2 separate regions of the Mus musculus genome follow, and region 1 is linked to region 2. Evidence: chromatin contacts called from public HiChIP or PLAC-seq data. All regions are on one chromosome and are shown on one strand. The core of a region is the stretch at or near the end of the contact, and the rest is flanking DNA. Distances in the headings are between cores, read along the strand shown. Region 1 holds the start of Disp1 (dispatched RND transporter family member 1). Region 2 has its middle 6.6 kb from the start of Gm33747.

Region 1 (5,299 bases), core at 559-3,058, 150 kb before region 2:
GCCAAGAGTATATTTGAAACTACTAGTGAATAGAAAATAGTAGCAGAACCAACAGCCCTCGCTGCTGTCCCTGGAGCCTCCCCTTCCCTGGTTCCTCACTTGCTTGGCATCTCTCTTGGTTGAGGCAACCTCAGAGATTGGGGCCTTGGGGGCGGGGTTAGTAGCCACTCAGTGTGTTTCATTTGGGTGTGGTTGTTGGAGGGAAGACTGCATTCTACGCATGGCGTCTTACAGATTCTTATTTTCCTCAGCACCCTTCCTCTGATTCCTGTACTTCCCTTTCTATCTCACGTGTCCCAGGCTGGCCTCACCCTGGCTATGGAGTTGAGGACGCCCTGCAACCCCTGATGCTCTTGCCTCTTCCTCCTGAGTGTTACATTTCCACGCCTGCATCACCATGCCAGGTTTGTAGGATGCTGGATAGCAAGCCCAGGGCCTCATGCGAGTTGGTACATACCATGATCATTGAGCTAAAACGCCCAGTCTCAGGTTTTTCTTTTCTTTGTTAGCTAGGACAGTCACTCTGGGCAACCCCAGGATCCGCTGTTTTGTCTATTCTAATGGTGACTCCATTGACTCTGTTGTATGAAATTTGAAGCTAAAATATTTGGTATAAAGTTGTCTTAGTTAGGGTTCCATTGCTGTGAATAGACACTAGGACCAAGGCAAACATTTAATTGGGGCTGGCTTAGAGTTTCAGAGGTTCAGTCCATTATCGTCATGGCAGGAAACATGGCAGCAGCCAGGCAGACATGGTGCTGGTAAAGGAGCTGAGGGTTCTGCATTTTGCCTTTCTTCCATCCTGGGCAGAGCTTGAGCACTAGGAGTCCTCAAAGCCCACCCCTACAGTGACACATGTCCTCCAACAAGGCCACACCTTTTCTAACAATGACATATCTTCTAATAGTATCAATCCCTGTGGGCCATGCATTCAAACACGAATCTTTGGGGGGGCCAAATCTACAAACCACTACGAAAGTACAGCAACATCTGGTCTTGTCTATGTTTTTTTCTTGCCTTTGAGGTCTTGGACTTTAATTGACTGTACTTCTATGCAGTTGCCTGAACAAGACAGGCTCTTACTTTCTGGTATACTGCTATGCATGTCCTTGCCTACTTTAACTCTTATTTGTTCTTTAATTCAGTCTCAACTGAAATTGTTATTTATAGTCCGTCTTCTTGCTCAACTCTACACACCATACCATTCCCACAGCACTGCTGTGTTACAACAAATTGTGCTTCTTGTAGGGTTACAGCCTGTGCTCCAACACACCAGGTTCAGCCACCTATCCTCAGTAAGCCAATTAAAGGACCCAAATTAATAGTAAAAAGCAGAAAAAGAGAATTATTCAAAATTGCTACATTGTGAAGGATAAGGAGATACAAGAGTCCCCAGCCTTGACTTCAATGCCTCTTAGTTATCCTTAGAGTCCTGACATGAAAGTAGGTTTTAACAAAAAACAAGAGCTAAAGATAACTAGACAGTGTGTCAAGGTGTGGTTCTCCGTCTACCATTTTCTTGTTTCATGAGTGATGGAGAAAAGAAACAGTCTGAATGAATTAAATAAAACATAGTCCTTCGCGGTGTCTGATTAGCTACTGCTTTTGTTTAGCTCAACTTTCAACCAGAATGTGGGCTCAGAGGTCGGTCTCAGAGTCATCTAGTGGACACCTGGCCCAGCATTTGTAGACTGGCTAAGTGACAGCTAAGACGGAGACAGGAGATGCATGTGCCTCTGCACCCCAGCCCAGCTGCAGCGGCTTTGAGTAGCAGGAGGCCTGGGCCCATAGCCGGAGGCGGGACTTCCGGTCCCGCTGGCGACCGCGGCCCGCGCCAGGCGGAAGCGCGGCTCCGGGCCAGGATCCGCGAGCTCCGGCTGGAGCAGAGTTCGGAGCCTCAGTGTCCCGGACGCCCGTGGTCGGTGTGGATGCTTCTCGGCGCTGCGTCCCCGCGGTCCGGGGAGGCCGAGGAGGCACGCGGGAGTCGGCGCGGCGGGAGAGCAGGGATCTCGGGGTGAGGACGGCTGGCGGCGGAGGGTGGCTGCGAGGGGCTGAGGAGGCCGAGGTGACATCTTCCATGGGGGTGTGTCCGCGTCCCCAGGCTCGTAGGGAAGGTGGCCCGAGATGGCCTTGGGGGGCTTGCAGGGAGACGCTCCAGAGGCAGCTCTTTTCACCCTCGGGGTTAAAGATGAGAAGGACGTCTTGACCTAACTCATCTGCGAGATGAGCAGCCAAGGCTTGCATGCTCAGCATTGCTTTCTTTGCAATACATTGCTTTCTTTCTCTTAAGACTTCTCCCCTCTTCCAGTGGTCTTCGGAGGGGAATACCCAACATTCGTAGGGAAAACCTGAACTCTTACTCACTTAGCTCCCGTTCAGGCTTTGTCAGACTAATAGGACTTTAGGTCTTTGATTCAGACAAGCAAGCCCACTGAAGTTTTCATTTTAGACTCTTCTCTACCTTGCGGAGTTCAGGTTGTCCCACTTCCTTTGTCGTGGAGTGAGCTTGTAAGTATCTGGACAAAGCTTGCACCTTCATGTTTGCACTTTATGACTTACTGTTTGCTTCTCAATGGGGTGACACATTTTTAGATGTTAAATAGATTGGATTCTTGCCACACACTGAGCATAACTAGGCAAAGCCAGAGTACTGTCACTGATGGAGGCTGGTGTATACTGATTGCTTCAAGTGTTTCCCTTCCCAAGAGTTACAATCTTAATTTTATCCCCCGGTATTTGCCAGTACTGGTAACTTACATCTTACTTGGTGGTCTGACCTGAACTACTTGAAGAAACAAATACAAACATACAAACAAACCAGAAAGCACTGTGCATTTATCCATAACCCGGTATCTCACTGACTTACTTGAGATTTGTGCTGCAGTGAGACAAGTTATTATAAGAACGGTTTGTTGGGTGGCACAGCTGATGTAATGCAGGATGCACCTAACATAGTGCTTTAACATATTAATGAAGACATTGAAGGCAGTCTTCTGAAGTCATGGGGCTAACTGTTGGGTTGATTTCTTTTTGCATCTCTTCATTTCTTTTTTAAGTTGTTTGTTTTTATGTGTATGGGTGTTATTGCCTGCATGTATGTCTGGGCACCACATGTGGGCCTGTTGTTCTCAGAAACCAGAAGAGGGCATCACAGTGCCTGTCTCTAGAGTTGTGGGCTGCCTGCCATGTGGGTGCTAGGAAGCAAACTGAGGTCCTCTGGAAGAGCAGCCAGTGTTCATAACGGCTGAACCATCTCTCCAGGCCCTTTAATTTCGTTTTTTGAGGTAGACTTGTTGCTTATCTGATAAGGCTTGATTTTATCTAATCTTGATTTAAAACCTGTGAGCCCCCCCAGCCACTATTCCCTTCACTTTTATAAGAGAAAAAGCTCTTGAGAATACGTGAGCCTTTATAGTTCATGGGTGGTGGAAGTGTTCATCTGGAAAGGGAAGAATTGCTTGCCTTCTGAGGCAGGTTTCCAGCCGTAGAGCTGAGAGTCCTGTCCGAAGTCTGATTGCCTTGGATTTGGGAGATCAGTGGAATGCTTATTTGTTGCTGGAAATTATTGAATAATTGCTTAGCTTTCCCCTTTAGATAAATTCTTTGCATTCTGTATAATTTAGCTGTGTTTCATAGTCAGCTATGTTCGTGAGGACTTTTGGTTAGCTGCGGAGAGTTGCTAGTTGTTTGTGTGTATGGGCTCACACCTTCCTTTTATTTCTGCGGCATGATGTATGTCTGTTGAGGAAGAACTGCCCAGATCATGATCATGCAAACAGCCTTCATATGCATGCATTCACATTTGAGTAGTTACCAATTAGCGATGTGTCAACCAGTTGAGTTTGTTGGTTCCATGTCTTTTGGCTATTAGTTTTATTATTATCTAGTACTTTGTCAGCTACCTGCTTATCCTAGCTAGAGAGCCATTCCTGGCCACTTGATCCAGCCCAGAGGACTAGATGCTCCGGGGGAACACAGCTTTTTGGCCTAGGAGATAGCACAGCACACAACATGGCTGACACAGACTCCATCCTTCTCTTACGCTCAGCTTTTGTCCCCCCCTCTCTCACTGAACTAGTCTCTTTTTTTCATAGTGACCACAATGACTCAGGCCTCAGTGACTCAAAGGGCATTCAGAGCCTCCACACAGACGGCAGAGTCCCGTTAAGAAGGGTGCAGTCCATCATGCCGAGGCCAAGAGGAGAAGAACTGGAGGCATCCTGCGAGTATTTGTCATTGAGAAAGAGCTGATCATTTTTATAGGGAAATTTGTGTATAGTTTGCTAGTGGTGTATATTTTACACTTGGCATAAAATATACCAAGGTATCCACTTAAGAAGTGGACAGCATTCTATTCTATTACCAAATGTTCATTGCTATTGGGAGTTCCAGGTGTTACTGCAATTTAAGAGACATATCCTTTTCCTGTGTTGTTTGGTGAGCCAAAGAGCCCTCAGTTCGTATAGGAACTCTGCATTGGTTTTATTCCCTGTATTGGTATTACTAATTTTTTTAAAAAAAAGATTTATTTTGTTTATATGAGCACACTGTAGCTGTCTTCAGACACACCAGAAGAGGGCATCAGATCCCATTACAGATGGTTGTGAGCCACCACGTGGTTGGAGGGATTTGAACTCAGGACCTCTGGAAGAGCAGTCAGTGCTCTTACCCGCTGAGCTGTCTCTCCATCCCAGTATGACTGATGTTTAAGCTGACTACTTTTACACATATTTTTATCTCCTTATGGTAGGAAGGTTATCATTTTTCCTTGTTGTGGAATATTTTTGTATCTATTTTCTTACTCATTTGCAAATGATTATTTTTAGCTTGGTTTTCTGTGCTTATACTACGCCTTAAAGCTTGTGTTGAGTCAGGGCTAATTTGGGTCGATGCTAGTGATTAATCATTGATGATCATAGTGAGATAATAGCATTGTTAATGTGTTGGTATTGCATTCTTAGAAATAGCAATCTGAGCATTTCTTTAACATGTTGTGTCATAGTTGAACAGTTAGAAAGATGGAGATGTTTATCAACTGACTTTAAGAAGTACCCGTTTGGCTTTTGCTGTTTTAGTGTATCAGTTAGGGTTCCTCAGAAAAAAAGTGGACGAGTGCATCGCCAGTGTAGTATTAATTATTATATTTAAAGATTTATTTTAAGGGAGCTAGAGAAATGGCTCAGTGACTAGCAGCACTTTCTGTGTAGCTCTGAGGACCAGAGTTCTGATCCCAGCACCCATGTAATCCCAGCTCCAAGTGGGACAGAGGATTCCTAGGACTTGCTGGCTTCCAGCCTAG
Region 2 (6,050 bases), core at 3,544-6,043:
GCGTGGTCTCTTCGCGCGTCTCTGACGACCCCTGATGTATCCATCACTTTGCTGTTGCTGTGATAAAACACCAAGACCAAAGGAAGTGACAGTTTATTTTGGATTCTGGTTCCAGGGGGATAAGAATCCACTGTTGGGGAGCAGAGGCAGCAAGCAGCAGGCATGGTGGAGCAAGGCAGGATGCTGAACCATGAGCAAGAGCCAGAAGCAGGGAGAGAGCAACCTGGAAATAACGTGAGTCTTTAAACCCCCAAAGCCTCTCCGGTGACATGTTGCTTCTCTGAGACAGTCAAAGGGCTGGCGGTAATGTCTGCCTCTGGTACCCAGACACAGTCCCTCAGGCCTACACATGCTTGCTGTCTTAGTCAGGGTTTCTATTCCTGCACAAACATCATGACCAAGAAGCAAGTTGGGGAGGAAAGGGTTTATTCGGCTTACACTTCCATACTGCTGTTCATCACCAAGGAAGTCAGGACTGGAACTCAAGCAGGTCAGAAAGCAGGAGCCGATGCAGAGGCCATGGAGGGATGTTCTTTACTGGCTTGCCTCCCCTGGCTTGCTCAGCCTGCTCTCTTATAAAACCAAGACTACCAGCCCAGAGATGGTCCCACCCACAAGGGGCCTTTCCCCCTTGATCACTAATTGAGAAAATGCCTTACAGTTGGATCTCATGGAGGCATTTCCTCAACTGAAGCTCCTTTCTCTGTGATAACTCCAGCTGTGTCAAGTTGACACAAAACTAGCCAGTACAATTGACCCCTTGTCAACTTGACACACAAACACATCACTAGAAAGCCTCAACCCTTAATTTCTTATTCATCCCCAAGATCTAAACAACTTTAAAAGTCCCACAGTCTTTACATATTAAAAGTCAATCCCTTTAAAATATCCAGTATCTTTTAAAATCCAAAGTCTTTTTACAATTAAAAATCTCTTAACTGTGGGCTCCACTAAAAATAGTTTCTTCCTTCAAGAGGGAAAATATCAGAGCACAGTCACAATCAAAAGCAAAAAGTCAATCTCTAACCCATCCAATGTCTGGGATCCAACTCACACATCTTCTGGGCTCCTCCAAGGGCTTGGGTCACTTCTCCCAGCCATGCCCTTTGTAGCACACACGTCGATCCTCTAGGCTCCAGATGCCTGGACTCCACTGCTGCTGCTGCTCTTGGTGGTCATCTCATGGTACTGGCATCTCCAAAACACTGCATGACCCCTTCAGTCCTGGGCCGTCAATTGCAACTGAGGCTGCACCTTCACCAATGCCTTCCATGGCCTCTCACAGTGCCAAGCCTCAGCTGCTCTGTGTGACCCCTTCATGGCTTCAAAACCAGTACCACCGTGGGTGACCCTTACACATTACCAAGTCCCACTGCAGCAGGAGTACAACCTTGGCTATCTCTGGAACACAGCGTCTTTGTGCTTTCAGAAAACACTTCCCAGAAGATGTCACCTCAATGATGCTGGTCTCTTCTTAATCACCGCTAATTTCTTAGCTCCAGCTAACCAGCATCAATAGTCCCAGTAATGCAAAGTTTTTGCTTTGGTAGTTCTGGTATCTTTTTAATCACAGCTGATTCTTCAGCCCCAGCTAACCAGAACTACAGAATCTTCACAATCAAAACAGCAATGGCCCTGAAAAGAGTCTTTAATTTTCCCTCTGAAATTTCACAAACTAGACCTCCATCTTCTGCAGTGTTCTCAATATTATCTTCCAAGCTCCTACACAACATCCGACAGAGCTCTTAACAACGGATGGATCTTCAAGCCCAAAGTTCCAAAGTCCTTCCACAGTCCTCCCGAAAACATGGTCAGGTTGTCACAGGAATACCCCACTCTGCTGGTACCAATTTGTCTTAGTCAGGGTTTCTATTCCTGCACAAACATCATGACCAAGAAGCAAGTTGGGGAGGAAAGGGTTTATTCGGCTTACACTTCCATACTGCTGTTCATCACCAAGGAAGTCAGGACTGGAACTCAAGCAGGTCAGAAAGCAGGAGCTGATGCAGAGGCCATGGGAGGGATGTTCTTTACTGGCTTGCCTCCCCTGGCTTGCTCAGCCTGCTCTCTTATAGAACCTAAGACTACCAGGCCCAGAGATGGTCCCACCCACAAGGGGCCTTTTCCCCCTTGATCACTAATTGAGAAAATGCCTTACAGTTGGGATCTCATGGAGGCATTTCCTCAACTGAAGCTCCTTTCTCTGTGATAACTCCAGCTGTGTCAAGTTGACACAAAACTAGCCAGTACACTTGCCTTAGCCAGATCTGCTCAATGTCAGCTGCTCAGGGTCCCACCCACTCCAGAGCCAGGGAGTCATGGCTCCGTGGACAACCAAGGGGTCTCCTTGGACAGGTCTGTTCCTTCGCCTATGCCCCTGCCACGCACCCCTAGGACTCCCTTTTCTCAGAAGCAGAAGGCTTGTGGTGTCAACCTGTGCCCTTGAGGGAAAGTCCACCCTGCAGCAAGGCTGGAGGCTGGCAGGAAGCACACGGCCACGACAGAGGGACTGGACAGTGGCTCTTCGCCATCTTCTGGGACAAGGCTGCACCAAGATAAACAGGAGGCTGTTCACCCTGGGGATTCCCAGAGAACGTGTTCCTTTTTAACTGGAAGGAAGGGATATCCTGACATTGATCCATGACATGGTCCCTGCTGGGAGTCCTTCCAGACCCACAAGAGGAAGGGCCAGGATGTGAGCTGTCCTGTTAACTGGACTGGACCAGCTGGAGGGAAGAACAGAAACAGCTGGATTTAGCTTTGAGGGAGAACAAAGGGAGATGGATCCCCGGACGCTGACTGGGGAAACAGATCCAGACCCAGGCAGCAGCTGCGTGGGCAGAGGCCTGTCCTGTCTTCTCTCTGCATCCGTGCTGGATAGAACCACACTGGGTACCTCCCTGGCTGGATGATAAGATGTGTGCCAGCCCCAGACATCATACACTATCTGTGCAGGAAACCCCTTGGGCTGCACCTACCTGTCTTGCTCACAGGGTGGGTTTGAGAATAGGAAGTGACGTTTTCTCAGTCGCCTCTCTTCCTCAGAGACACTGGAAGTCAGGCCCTCCCTCAACAACATGGTGACCACTCCACGGCCTGCTCACTGTTTGGCCCATGTCACCAGCCTATTTGTGAGGACAGACGACTAGGAATAGAAAGTTGCCAAGTCTGGCAGCCATCAGCCCCTGCACCCCTCCCTCAGATTCAAGTTTTCTGAAAGAATCATTTTCATCTCCACGCCCTCCCTCCCCTGGGAACACCGAGTGCGCCCGCTGGCTTCTGGTGCCACGTGCTTCTGCCTGCATTGCGGCCTCCTCAGCGTTCTCAGAGCTATCTGCTAACCCCCACCATGGCACACTTGGATGACCCAGTCCATCTCTTCGGGACACTTGATCGGGAACTATTTCACAGCCAAGTCACAGCTGTTTTCTGCTGTAGGAAGGAGCGTAGGCTGTAGGCCTCACCTCATGAACAACTCTCTGACTATGGGGAGCAGAGTGCTGAGGGACGGTCGGTGAGAGAAGACATGCCTGTCTGAGAGAGGGAGTGGCCTGAAGTGCCTTCTGTCAGGACTAAAGTTGGGGCATCTTGTGCCCATCCAGTCTTTCTGCACTATACATGTCTAATGGGCTCTGTAAGCTCTCTTGGGAAAGCCAGCAGCCCTGAAAAGGGGCCCTTTCAAACCACAAGGGCTTGATCTTGGGAGGCCATTTGGTAGGTGTGGTATGCACATATAGCACAGGCTTTCGGTGCACAGTCAGCAGCTGGATGCTCAACCATAAAGCACTCATTGGCTACCAAGATGTTGCGAAGCCTGAGCATCTGCTGGAGTGCTCACCAGGGAGGAAAATTAAATATCTAAATTGATTGGCTTATGTTGACCATGAGATAGTTAAACTATACAAAAAGTGGCTGGGTTACTTTAGAAACTGGTTCAGCCTCCTCCTCTTGTAGATGAGGCCTTGGCCCCCTGGAAGTTCACTACAGCCGCTTGTCCTCCATCAGGCAATCCCAGCAGAGCCTTGACTTCTGCCTCTGGAGTAAGGACAGGGGATGTGAGGCTGGGATAAGGCTCTTTAATGAAGGCAGGGGCAATCTGTATCCCTTGCCAATTTCTGGGGTGTAAATACTCTCACCAAGGCTGGTCTTGGTCACTTGCATGACATGTCTGGCCCAGAGTCTGTGGGGCTGTGCAGCCATCTCTCCTTAGCCTATGGTAATGAGATTGACCACATGTCTTGGGGAGAATTCATCCACTCGGCAGGTTTCCCAAATTGTCTTGTGGTCCAAGGGCCCCGTGGCAAGTCTCTAAGCAAGAAGACTGAGAATGATCATACTTGGCTTTGCTGTCCAGGGATGACTCTAGTGACTATGCTGTCAGATGGCCTCTGCTCAGCCCTATCATAGAAGGAGATAGCAAGCTCCTTGTGGCCTTGAAACTTGGCCACAGCCTCTCATTCCCTGGAGGGAAGCAAGTGTAGTCAAGGAGTTTTTGAAAGGTCATAGGTTGTGTGGCATGTTTATAAGAGTATATTGTTCTGCCCAAGGGACAGCGTGGTACCCAAGGACAAAACAGAAGAGCAACTCGGGGACGGTACACAGGACCTACAGATGCTGCAGGATAGAGCCGTGGGATAAGGCTTCCTTCAGTTTGGAACGTTCTCCAGAAAGCCATGTGTTAAAGGCTTGGTTTGGGTTTGGCACTATTGGGAGATGTGTACCTTTAAGAGGCAGAGCTGTTGAGGGAGACTTTAGGTCATGGGTGGATCTCTTCCTCTTTTGTTCCCCAGGTTTGAGATGAATGGTTTTGCTCCCCCACACAGTTAGTGCTTCACACCCCACCACAGACCCAACCCAGCCAGTCAATCACTGACCGGAAACCTAAACTGGGACATAACATCCTTCTCTTTTTACAAGTTGGGCATTTGTTACAGTAACAAAAAGCTAACCACCACATCCCGCCTTCCATTTGCGTCTCACATGGAGCTTTGCCCTCCGTTTCCCAGTAGATAAAGCCTGGGGGTTGAACACTGCTGCCAAGCCAAGCCCCACAGGATTTACCAGATCTGAGAGCATGCCACTCATCACTAGCTTATCCTTTCTTCCTCTAGGGAGCTTCAGTCGGCTGGAAAGACTCCCTTGGTATGGAGAAGAACATAATAATTAAGCATTTTGAGGGGAGAATGCTTGCAGAAGTTCAAATTAGATGCTATATCAGGAGATTATGGGCACCACTGCCAAGAAAACCCAGCAAGAAGCGCTGCCAGTGGCAGAAGCTGTGTTCAGCTGAATTATCAATGGACCCATGCTGAACCAGCAGGGTGGGTAAGCGGTGCTTCCCAGTACCTCCACACAGTCTCCATCGGGTCCCCAGCTCTGTCTCTGGGCCAACGAGATCAGAAGGCAGCTGGAAGTTCTGCCACGACCCTTGTGGAATCCCTGACCTTCTCAGAAAGTGGCTATGGGGGACAGGCCATCAGACCCTCAGGAATCCTCAGCACTCCTCCCTCGGGCTATCACCCACTGTAAAGGATTTTTCTCTCATTCTCCCTAAATTCCTAGCTATGGAATGCCTTCTGCAGAGACTTCTAGGCTGAGAAATGGAGTACTTAGGCTTGCTATAAGCCCTGTAGACTCTAGGTTGGCTTTGGGGACCTGCAAAGAGCTTCCACAAGTTTTTGGAGTCTGTTACAGAACAACAGTAGCAACTGTAGGATGGCGCCATAGCCTGACGGGCAGGAGGCCAGCATGAGCGCCAAGCCCACGCCTTCTATGTCTCTTGAGTGGTCCAGTGGCTCCAGGTCACTTCCCTATATCCACAACTCTGGAGCAAAGTTGGGTCAAAGCCTTATCCCCAGGGAGAGGCCCCCAGGCCTGGAAGTAGGCAAGAGACTGCTTGTCTCTCAGCTTTTCGTCAAAGCAAGTTGTGCTGTTTGGAAAGGTTGTGAGGACATGGGGACCTGGGGCTTAGGAAGCAGAAGTAGGTTTCTCTGGAACTCATAGGTGATATCAGTTCTGGGTTCTAGTCAAAGCTTCTTGCTTCCTGGTTT

Evidence for each region. HiChIP or PLAC-seq counts read pairs in DNA pulled down with a chosen protein or histone mark.
Region 1: a contact with region 2 is called in an H3K27ac HiChIP or PLAC-seq map of the HPC-7 cell line, with 6 times the contacts expected there. The contact joins the promoter of Disp1 here to the enhancer-like site in region 2. A contact is called at or near these places in 1 of 39 promoter capture datasets (embryonic stem cells), 34 of 484 Hi-C or Micro-C datasets (the AML12 cell line, B cells, the BV-2 cell line and 22 more), 12 of 115 datasets of contacts at active chromatin or transcription factors (the HPC-7 cell line, bone marrow-derived macrophages, embryonic forebrain and 7 more) and 3 of 9 other capture datasets (adipose tissue, liver and pancreatic islet).

What each region holds. Positions count from the first base shown.
Region 1 is chr1:183,218,038-183,223,336 of GRCm38.p6, reverse strand. Disp1 (dispatched RND transporter family member 1) reads left to right here and starts at 1,808. Exons shown (of 10, transcript NM_026866.3): 1 at 1,808-2,014.
Region 2 is chr1:183,069,239-183,075,288 of GRCm38.p6, reverse strand. No RefSeq gene overlaps it. Among named protein-coding and RNA genes, the nearest start is that of Gm33747, 6.6 kb to the right of the region's middle. Within about 2 kb of position 4,793, at least 17 of the 459 cell types and tissues checked have an H3K27ac peak or open chromatin away from gene starts, as enhancers often do. A contact at or near this core is called in the HPC-7 cell line, where this site is marked.